Regions from separate parts of the Mus musculus genome. Here region 2 is linked to region 1. The links are chromatin contacts, called in public promoter capture Hi-C maps. All regions are on one chromosome and are shown on one strand. Each heading gives the region's core, a stretch centred on a gene start, on an enhancer-like site or on the middle of the called end of the contact. The rest is flanking DNA. Distances are from core to core; before and after follow the strand shown. Region 1 holds the start of Hbp1 (high mobility group box transcription factor 1). Region 2 holds the start of Ahr (aryl-hydrocarbon receptor).

Region 1 (5,832 bases), core at 1,759-4,258:
CTAAGAAATGAAAACAAGAAGCCACACTGTGGGTTTGGTAAACTACACTGCTATAGCTTACACTTACTGCTTAATACCGCCTTTGTGCTTTGAACAGTCTAACCACTGATACCTATTTCCTTATTTGTCAATAAACTGAAACCTATTTACTCCTCAAAATTGTTACAGGTATAAAAAATACATTTCACATCCTCCTTTGCTGAACATTACAAATCACATCTAAGAAAATTATTTTCATGTTCAGTCAACATGAAACACTAATACAGACTGTAACCGTCCATGAACCAATTCAAGTAATATTTAAGGCAAGTCATTTTGAAGATTTAAGGGCTAGTTGATTCCTTTTTCAGGGGCCGTGGGTTCAATTCCCAGCACCCACCCACATCAGCTAACTATGGTCTGTAAACTTCAGTTTCAGATGGTAGCTCCCACTACCTCTTCTGGCCTCCTTGGGTACTGCAGGCCATGTACTACAGAGACAGACAAGACGACAAAACCTTCACACGCATAAAATAAAAAAATAAATCAATGTTTAAATGAAATGTTTATATGACAGAAAATACTCTCCTAAACTTAATTACAATCCTGGACATTTTCATATTACGACAACCTGTAAAACAGCCTCTTCTTTTTTTTGTTCAGACCTGGTGGGCTTAGCACTCAGGAGGCAGAGGCAGGAAGATCACTGTGAGTTCTAGTCCAGCCTGTCTATACAGTGAGTTACAGATCACCAAACAAGCAAGGCAGCATTTCTATAGCAGCGTTAATAGCTTTTTATTTTCAAGGATTGCTAAGGATGGAAGACTGACAGGAATTCAAGGCCAGCCTGGATTAGACATCAGACTCTTCAGGACAGGTAGTTCAATGAAGACTATGCCATCTGTCTTCTCTCTCTCTCTCTCTCTCTCTCTCTCTCACACACACACACACACACACACACACACACACACACTGAAGTAACCAAAAAAAGTAAAAAAAAAAAAATGCTCTAATAAGGTTAAATTTTAAATTTCACTCTTTTTTTCAAGTAGCCCTGGCTGGTCTGGAACTCAGTATGTGTCCAAGGTCATGACCCATTTTTCTGCTTATACCTCCCAAGTGCTGGGGTTACAGACCAGGTATGGGTTTAAAAAATTCTAACTTCCATAATGAAAATGTAATATAAAGTATGACCAGGAGTAAAGTAAATGCAGAACAAAATATGAAAGTACACGGAATTATTACTGACTTTGGGTAGTAACAATTGAAATGATTCAAATTTTCTGAATTATGAGATTTGTTTTCCCCTTCTTGTACACATGTGAAATTTAAAACACAGAAACCATCTGCCGTTGTTTTATTAGCAGTTGGGGAATAACAGGAGAACTTGTAAGAGAGTACTGACATCTTTATTTCCAGCCGATACACAGACCAGATTGTGGTGCACACAAAGAACCTTCAGGCCCAGAGTCTAAAGATAAAATACAATAGTGATAATCTGACGGTATATTAAGAGCGGAACAAACTGCCTTTCAAGTTCACTTGAGAAATGTATGACAAAAAAAAAAAAAAACACTGAGAGGGCATCCTTGTATTTAAGTCAGGGAAGTTAACAAAGGAAGGGCTTTCCCAGGAAGAAAAGATAAATAGGTTTATAAAACTAAACTGGGAGCTATAATAGAAAAAAATTTAAAAAGGTTCTGAAATTTACTAGTCGAGTTGAAGTAATGTTCAAAAGCCTAAGGTATCTCGAAAACTTGTCTTAAGTTTTCTTTTTTCAATGTAACTCCACTTCCCCCAATACTCTTGGTTCGACAAAGCTGGGGTTAAAGGGAGAGGTGAAACACCGGAACCAAAACACAAAATTACGGCTCCAAATCACCGCTGTAACTACTTAAGTATTTATAATTGCTAAAATCATTCTTCGACTGTAACCCATCCTAAACCCCCGCCCCTCTCCCTAGAGAATAAAGCTCCCTTAAGCCCAACTGAGTCCCCCCCAGCAGGTACAAAGTGCCAGGAACCGTGTCCCGCCCAGCTGTCAGTGCCTTCGCCGGCTGAGAAGTCCCAGGGAGTGAACTCCGGAGCGCTCAGCGCCGGGAGCACGCGAAAGCGAGGCTCGGGAAGCCGGCTGCGCCCCAACTCCTTTTTGTTTTGTTTAAATCGGCCTGCAGAGGGAGGAGCCGGGCCTCGCCCGCGGGCCTAGTCGCCGGGTCAGGCCGAGCAGCGCCTCCCGGAGCCGGCCAAGTCCACCCCCACCTCTTTCGCCATTCATCGCTTCCTCCCCTCCCCCCCATCATGTGACCGCAGCCTGGACGCCAGGCTTGTTTTTCCCCCTTAGCGCAGCCCCACCGCGCACCGCGCAGGCGCCTCGGAGCCCATTCATTCGAACTGCGTAACAATGAGCCCCGGGCCCGACGGCTCCGCGAGCTCCCCCGCCCGGCCCGGGCCCCGGAGGCAGCTTCGCCTCCCCGGAGCCCCCGGCCCGCTGGAGCTCGCGGCCGGCGTCCGCCCTCGGCCCCCGCAGCGGGGAGTGGCGAGGCAAACTTTCCGGAGCCCTCCGGAGCGCCAGGCCCCTCCCCTGCCCCGGCCCCTTCCCCGCCGGCCCCCACCGCGAGCGCCACCGAGCCCCGAGCTCCGCCACCCCCACCACCCCGAGTCCTGGGAGCCGCGGCCGTCCAGGCTCGGAGAGCTCCCGGGAGGCCCGGACGGCGGGTTCCGCGCAGGGGATCCAGTGCCCAGAGTCCCAAGGGTCTCCGCTCTCGCGGCCGCTGCCCGGCCCCGAAGCTCCAGCCCCTCCCTTGCCCACCCCCCACCCCTCAGAAACCCCGCGACCACACAGAGTCAGGACGCAGGCCGTCTGTCGCGACAGCGTCGCCAGCTGCTTGCCTGCGCGTTTCCCGACGGCTGCCCACCTCTCTGTGGCGCGCCGCGACTCCCACCGCCGCGTTTACTCCTCAGCCGAAACTTTCCTACTTACCAAACCCGTCGCCATTACCAAGTCTTTCAAGCTTCGTCTTCCCCCTCCCCTGAAGCCCCCGGGGGGCTGAGCCTTCGTCCACCTTTCTCGTCTTTAATTGGTCTGAAGAACTGCCACTCTAAGGTTCCGCCTTTCCATTGGAAAGTGCCGTAGTCCGTCTCGGTGGGCGGGCATGTATTGACTTTTCTCTTGTGTTTACTGGAGAAGGTGGCTTGTCAATCACTACAGAAAGCGCTTTGGATTGGATTGCTGCCGAGACACGGGGGACGGGAGCCAAACTTTGCTATCGAAGTGGATTGTGGGTTAGTAGTCTCAGCCTTGCTCCTTAGCTGAGGAAATTACCGGGGGGGAGGAGCTGACTGAACTACATATCCCAGAGGTACGCGCACAACGCAGTCTTGATAGTAAACAAGAGTCATAGGGACACGTGTATCAGCTCGTTTGTTTTGGTGTCTGAGACAAAAGGGAGGGGGCGGAGGATAGGAGTGTTTTAAAGCCAGGGCCACCTCTCTTCCTTTAGGCCTCCCAGAGGGCCTAGAGCGTCCTTGGTTGGGTATTTCAGCACCCATTCCAGGCCATAAACAGCAGAGTCGCTTGCTGCTCAAAGTTTGGCTGGTGGCCAAGGTATTGTTTTAGTGCGAGGGGAAGAAGATGACTGCACAAGCGGAAGCAGTGCAGGCTAGCCAGGGACTTGATCACTTACAAATCACGGCCCAAGCACGTTGGGGATTACAAAAGTTGATTCAGTACTGCCCTCCCTTAGCAGATGAGCTAGACAGATTTTTTTTTTTTTTTTTTTTTAAACTTAACCAGCCCTTGACTCAATACGCCGCCAACAACAACTGGGGAAGATTTACCAGTGTCCAGTTTGACCAGAATTAGTTGAGACACAGCCAAGTGCCATGTACTGTAGGGTTTAAGAATGAGACAGTATCGGACTCAAGAATTTATACAGCTGTTTAGAGTACTGGACTATTGCTTTGAATTTGAGGCATTCGAAGCGATGTTTCCTTATTGGCCTACATTTTCTTTTAAATTAATACAGAGGAGTGTAGATAGACTGTATTTGTCCGAAGTTAGTTGCTAGGTTACTTGTGTCTTTGGTGAATATTTTTAACTGTCTCTCCCTCCCTAAGCGTTCAGACAGAAAACTGCCTTTCCACTCTGTTTCTACTAGAAGTTCCTCCTGATTTTTCTAAGGGAGTTACCAAAAGTGGGGAATGGCTTTTCTGTGTTAGTTGCTTCCTTTTAAAGGAGGTTGCTCATAGCATCTGGGTGCAGTCAGTCTGTAATTGGCATTTTTACTATTCACATTATAAGCATTACTATAGGCATTATTGAGCTTTTTTTCTTTGAACATGAAGTGTTTAATCATGTAGGGTATGGATTAGGTTTTATTTCTTCCTATTACTAGAAATGTGCTGAAATTGAGAAAGAAAGGAGTACGAATTCTGCTCAAGTCAATTTAGGGAAGAGCTCGAGGTCATCTTTCAAAACTGCCCGCATTTCTAGACCTGAAAGCTACAGAACAAAACCAGTAAACAAAAGATTTACTGGTACATGGTTGAAACAAGGTTTCAAATTCCTTTGAGTTCTGCTTTTGGACTCTTGAAGTGGAAACTATTTCTAAAATAGCCGGCCCAAGTGAGCAGGGATTGATACTCTGCTCACAAATATTCTGTTCACAAGCATTGTTTTCCTCAAAATAATCCAGAGGAAAACCCTCCCAAAATGCCTGACCCCCACCCCCGAGTAAAAAAGTAAGACCCTAGTGTACAACTTTCAGATACTGTAGAGTGATCCCAAAAAGCATGACCGTGCTTCACTCATTTCGTGTTTGTGGTACTTCTGTAGTGGAATTCCAGCAAGACCCATAACTTAAAAACAGAAACACCAATATTAATTTCTTAACTAAACAATAGTAGCCTCTATTCTTGGAGTATGCTTAATATTTTAAAACTAGTGCCTGTGATATTCATATGTTCTCAAAACTAAAAGGTTGTGTTTCCAAAACTGAAAGCTTGAAAGCTTGGGCCACTGACTTACCCGGTCCTCATGAGCATGTATGTAAACTCCAACACCAACTTCCCCTGATACTTAGGAAAAGAGGTGGGGGGGGGGGGGGCTGGGGCTGGGGGGTCCAAACGTAAAAACACTCTCCAGGACTTTCCAGGTTTTACCAAAAGCCGTAGTGGGTTGGATTGTTTTGTTTTGTTTTGTTTTGCTTTTAGCTGTAAATTACCAGGGTGGGAAGAATAAATTTGACTTCAGATAAAGGTATTGCATGTTAATTATGATGTCTTACTAACTGTAGATGTTTCCCATTCATTCATATATTTAATACTATTTATTGACTCCTTCTGAAAATTCAAAGATTTAAAACATTTGTCATAGTTTATCTTATGTCCATGCCATTAAATATAAGTTAGATTAAGATACTTTAATCAGAGATAAATGCACTTATTAGAATCTACCCCCACCCCCAACTTGCAGCAGATATTTAATCCATTGGACTTCCTTGAGGAACTAAGTGAACACCTAGTGCCGTGTGCATATTTAACATGATCATCATTTAATTCTTGGTTAACCAACAAAAGCAGCCAACTCAAAAGCCAGAACAAAGATCAATAACATCTTAGAAAGTCTTATTCTTCAGATATTTTCAGGCTAAGATTAACATTAAAAAAAATTAATGCCTCCTCTTGGTTACTGTGTATATTGTGCACATGTATAAAATCTGTTAACATGTGAAAAAAAATCAAAATACCAACAGTTTGAAATTGTTTTAAACAAATTTTAGTTGGTTAAAGATGGTTAAAAAATAGTTTTAAGATTAGAGAAACACTACTTAGAATTTATTTCATCTATCTAGA
Region 2 (5,832 bases), core at 1,983-4,482, 3.6 Mb after region 1:
ATTACTTCAGCATTCCTGAATACTAACAAGGTAAAAATTGATATTGGTGTGTACTTAGCAGCAGATCATGAGAGCCTTGCTACGGCTGGCTTGAATACCACCACAGCTGCAGGTTTTATTGATTGAGCATCTGCTGTTTGCTAGCAATCCTAAACTACCAGTAGCAGTAAGTAAGACCTTTTCTGTCTTAATAAAGCTTCAAAATATATTTCAAGTTTTAATCACCAGAGTAGATTGTTCCATCTTCTGCTTTGCTCAGCCATTTTCATGAGACTGAATAACTAAACAACTGCACACAACATTTTCCTCTCCAAAGAGAATAAGCAAGAACAGGATTTAAGTGGAAACAGACACATCCCAGAAGATTCTATTCCCAGGTTGGTCTTTGACATTCTGCCTTTGAAGATGAGGATATGGGCTAGATGCAAGGCTGCTTAGGATCTCTTAATTTCCTAACTTTCATTGCACTGAAGAAGGAGGAAACAGCTATTCACAGTGTAGTGTATACAAAACACTGTCCTTGGATGGAATTGAACACATTTCAAACTGATTTCCTTCTACAGATAACTGTCATGGTGGGACCGGCCACTAGAGGGGGCTTATTTTGCATCTAGATCCTCATTTGAAGACTGAAAGAACTTCGGGTTAAAATCATGTCACCCACTTTACTCCAAATTTTCACGGAACTGTATATTTAAATATGACATTTTTCGACACTAGAATTACAATGGGTATGCTCCGTATAAAACAGCTATACCTTAAAGGGTACAAGTTAATTAAATTAGAAAGCACAGTCAACACTTGTGTTTTTTCCTGAAATTGAGGTATTTGGGGCCTCATTGCACACAGGCTAAGTAGTTTAACTTAAAGACTCATACTAAAGCTTGGTGACCTGGTTGTTAAGGGTGAACTTTGATTATGTGATTATACAGCTCACTATTTTCTGTTCAGGGGGGACAACGTAAGTACTTTCACTAAAGGACCTAAGTGCCAGCACTAAAGTCTTCGACAAAGCAAGCTGGTGACCTTTAAGGCATTTGAAGGCTCAGAGTTGATTAAAGGTGTTCAGTACAGATCTGATAAACAGAAGTCAAGGACCAAATAAAATAAAATATAAGTTCGTGGGGACAACAGTTTAGTTGTCCGAAATTATCAAATGCAAATAGTGAGACAATATAATAAAAGGTGTAACTTAATCTAAAAGGAAGTGTTGTCGTGTTAAAAAGGAAGCTCTCTATATTAACTAGAAACTAAGAGCACTCGCCGTTATAATGAATAACATTTAAGATGGTGACCTTTGTATAGAAAGCAGTTTATGTCCTTAAATAACATAAGGAAAATCAGTTACTTAGACTTAGACACTCAAGCGGAGCTCCAAGTTTTATGCCCATGTACATAATACCTGAGATTTTTCATCTCATACTGAGTTAGTATTACTATTAATGAAAACAGGGAACAAGCACTTGAAAGCCTCGGAAACTGTAACTGCCAGGAACAAAGTCAAATTGAGCAAACATGTTTTAACAAAAAGAAACCGTCCTACAAAATACTAAAGCACTGAAAGCCAGGGTCCAAAGAACTGCCGGGGTAGAAAACTGCTGAGTCAACGACATTTGCGTCCTTTAAAGTGTACCAACCATAAAACTTCCAAATTCTGATCAAACTATTTACACATGGACATCTCCTCTCAATATTAATTTGTAAGTCAAGATTTGAGGAACTAGGACAGTTGAAATTCTTAAGGGGAATTAAAATCCACAAATAACCCAACTTCTAAGCTAGTAACTATTTGTAAACAGTGTATAAATCTTAAGTTGGTTTTTTTGTTGTTTTTGTTTTCTTTTTTTGGTTCACTTGGTGATAGCTGTCATGTTTCAAGCAAAACACACACTACTGATTGCCTGAAAGTGTTCCTAAAATAATTTATTTTTTTAAAAAAATAACAAATGGTGAGATGTGGAAACTCCAAGGTAATTATGAATGAATGCATCAATACAGACAACTCCTAAATGGAACCCTGTCTCAATCATGAATCTCTTTTCTGAGGGGGGAAAAAAAATCTCCCATCTCATACAAATAGCCCATGGAAATAAAGACCAAAGCCTGTAATCTCTGTCAGAATTGGCAAAAAAAAAAAAAAAAAAAAAAAAAAAAAAAAAAAAAAAGCAAGGGGAAATGAACTACAGGTAGAGAGTAGAAATAACTTAGAAGTCAGTCTAGTTCTTTTTCCTCTTCTTAATGATTTAAAATTTTACAGACCCAAAAGCACTCCAAAAGGAGGAAGAAAACTGCACCAAAGAGTGGCTAAGAATGCCACCAAGCTGCCAGGGCACCTGTCCACTGCACACTCCAACCTGCTATCAATTCTGCGCCTACACCGAGCCCTGCAGAACTGCTGCCTAGGAAGTAAATGAGAGAGCAAAACAGAAAGCTAGGCGCTAAGAACAGAAAGACATTCCTTCAAAGGCACAGGTCCCCTCCTTCAAGACAACACGTGTTTAGCTCTGCCCAACATCTCACCTCAGTGAGCTGTCTACTTATCCTCCGTGTCCCCTAAAGCTCACGGCAGCGGAGATCTAGAGTGGAGGATTTCCAGGCAAGCTTAACTAACTAAGCTAGAGCGGCACTAGGTAGGTCAGAGCTGTCAACGAACCAGCCAGGGAAGGTCGCTGAGCAGTAAAGGTGCAGGTGCCTGAAAGCAGGATTTTTTTTTTTTTAACGCATTGGTTGAGACTCAGCTCCTGGATGGCGGCACGCGTGGGGACCTCCCGCACCCTCGGAGCGCGCCTGCCCGCCGTCACTCACGTTTTCTGCACCGGCTTGCGCCGCTTGCGGCTGGCATAGGTGATGTTGGCGCCGCTGCTCATGGTGCCCGCGCCCTGCCCGCTCCACCTGCGTCCCGGAGGCGGCGCCCTGCCCGCGCTGCGCCCAGGTGAGCCGCCGCCGAGGGCGGGACGACCGCGACGCGCAGGTGCGGGCGACAGAGGAGACTCGGGCTGCCCGAGCTGGCCGCGGAGGAGAAACCCGCACGCTAGCCGCGCCCGGTCCCGAGGGTCAGGAGGGGCCGCAGTGCTCTAGGGCTTCCCGGCTCCCGCGCTGTGCCGCGGCGTCGCTCACAACCCTGCCTGGCAGCCACCCCCGAGTCCGTCCACCAGTTCGTCCTCCGGGTCGCTCCGGGCTGAGCCTCTCCGGGACACGCGTGGGGCACCGAGCGTCAAAGGGAGCGCACACACACGCTGCCGCCCGCCGCGAGCCCGCTCCTCCGCAGCCGCGACCCCGCGCAGCTCCGCCCCGGGCTCCAGCCCCGCCCCACCTGCTCGGCCCCGCCCCTCACGGTTCCCAGGAGGGCCCCACCCTCTTCGCAGCACGTGATGACGCAGGACGTAGTGACTCCCAACACTTCTTGCAGTCCGAGGTTCTGGGGGTGGGGTGGTGTTCGCCCAGTACCTGTTTTCCAGCCTCAAAAGGGGTGTGAGGCCACATTATGCCTAGGCAAATTCCTTGTAACCCAGACATCAAGATTTACCAGGCAAAGAGCTTAGCTCATCCTAGAGTTGAGTCATCTAATTTTTGACAAAGATTTTACATTGAGCTGGTAGATAAATAACTGCGACTGGAGAGCATTCTAAGGGGAAAACTTCAAAAATGCCCTGCAAAGTTAGTTGTCTTGAAGGCTACGAGTTTTATAATCCTTTTCCCTCCCACATTTATTTTATGTCTACAGAAGACAATAAAACATCGTTTCCTCCATCAGACTTCAGGAAGATGAGAAGGAAAGAAGCACAGGAGTGCTGAGAGCATGAGAAATTGGAGGGTAGGTACTGAGACTATGACCAGAGACCTGAGTTTCTGTTAGTAGTACGGTAGAGCTGATGGGAGGAAAAAGAAAAAAAAAAAAAAAGATAATCTAGGAACAAATCATAAAGATTTAATGAAGAAATTGGGTCTCATTCTGCAGACAACAGAGAGCTTTTAAAGGCGTAATTTGGAAGATGATGTTCCATCTTTCTTGGGAAAGTCACTGTGGGAAAAGGTGGAAATTCTGTTACTCAGGAACAAAACAGATGGAAGAGAGAATCGCTGGGAAATTGATGAAATCGACCAGCTGCAAGACCAATGGCACAGCCATGGGGATGAGAGAAAAGAGACAGCAGAGATGATAAAGGAAGAGGGAAGGTCGCTGTTAACCACCAAAGAATAGAGGCAGAGAAGTGAATTTTGGGAGTCAGGTAGGTGATGCTGGACATGAAGAGATAGAGATGAAGTCTGATGTGTTTTATAGATTTGAGAAAGAGATCAGAAGAGAGGATACACAACAGCAAGGAAAAGGATAGCGAGAAAACTAAGAACAACAAATGGTGCCCAGGCTGTGGAGGAAGAAGAACCCGCATCACTGTGGGTGGTTGTAAACTGGTCCAGCCACTGTGGAACTCTGTATAGAGTTTCTCAACAAATTAAAAACAGATCCACAAGATGACCTGCTATTCTCCTGCGCACATACCTGATAGCCCTTCATTCAAAACAAGTGAGAAGTGGACCCAGACTAGATTCACATCAACCTATGGATGGATAAATAAAATGTAGTGCGTCTACACAATGGCATTTTATGGGACTCTGAATAAAACTGAAATCATGGCATTTGCAGGTAAACAAGTGGAACTGGAGGCTGCCGTGTTAAGCATGGCAGACACAGAAGGCAAATACCATGTTTTCTCTAGATGTATGCTCTAGATTTTGATTTTTACACATGTTGAAACTAGGAAAGCGATCATGAGAGTGGAAAAAGGAGCTCTTGGGTTGGAGGTGAGAAGAGAAAGGGCAGGAGAATACACATGACACAGAAGGAGAAGAGGGGATCCTGTGGGAGCAAGCAGAGCAGCAGGAGTGGGGGAAGGAATGGGGGGGGGGCGTCCAGCAGAATGGGAGCATGGTAATTCATACATTTCATTAAGCCCATCGCTTTGTGTGCTAATATTAGAAACAAATTTAAGAGTTAAAATTGATAGTTTTCTCAACTATGTTTCCAGCTGGGTAACAATGGCATGAATCACCAGAAAGAAATTATAAAGCTGGCCTCATGCTTCTTAGGTTTGAAATAGATTTAGGACATCTAAGGAAAGATGGTAAATGGGGCAACCTGTGAGGTAGAAACTGGAACTGTGATCGAGAAGCTGTTTGCTATTGGACAAAAAAGAGAGTGTGGTGATGCCCTGTGGGTACTGCAAAAGAACTGCCAGGACTAAAACCTGGAAAGCTCAAGAGCCCCACCCCCACTCCCCACCCCCCACCCCCCACCCCGAGAGCTGGGTCCACCGGTGGAGTGGAAGGTGAAAAATGGCCCCGTTATTTCAACAAGGAAGGCCGAGAAAAGAGAACAAAGATTCACTGACTAGTGTGAACTATTTTGCGAGGCCCCATTGTTAATTACTAATTAATAATAATGTAGTGTTGATTTAATGGGAGTGATGAGTGGGGTTGTTCTACTTCTTTACAAAAGATGAAGAGGTCATTGACTTTGTGAGGAAAAAAAAAGACAAAGGTGATAAGTAACAATAGATACTTATAGAAAAGCAGAGAAAGTGCCCAAGCAGAAATGAGATCAGGGCTGTGGTGGACTTGCTAACAACGAGAGCAGTTCTTGAGGGGCTTTGCTTTGTAAAGTCCCCCATAGCTTCTATAGGGCTTCATGGTTCCCACCTGCAATCCCGGCACATAGTGTGCTGAGTCAGGAAGGAGTCTACAAGTTCAAAGCCAGTCTAAGCACCAATATTATTAGCCTAAGTATGATTTTTTTTTTTTCTGAAATGGGGGGACTTGCACAGAATGTCTTTA

Evidence for each region. Promoter capture Hi-C pulls out the DNA fragments that hold promoters and counts their contacts.
Region 2: a contact with region 1 is called in a promoter capture Hi-C map of liver, with 7 times the contacts expected there. The contact joins the promoter of Ahr here to the promoter of Hbp1 in region 1. A contact is called at or near these places in 2 of 39 promoter capture datasets (both in liver).

Annotation. Positions count from the first base shown.
Region 1 is chr12:31,947,237-31,953,068 of GRCm38.p6, forward strand. Hbp1 (high mobility group box transcription factor 1) reads right to left here and starts at 3,009. Exons shown (of 11, transcript NM_153198.3): 1 at 2,960-3,009. The coding sequence starts at 2,974.
Region 2 is chr12:35,531,757-35,537,588 of GRCm38.p6, forward strand. It overlaps Ahr (aryl-hydrocarbon receptor), which reads right to left and starts at 3,233. Exons shown (of 11, transcript NM_013464.4): 1 at 2,806-3,233. The coding sequence starts at 2,867.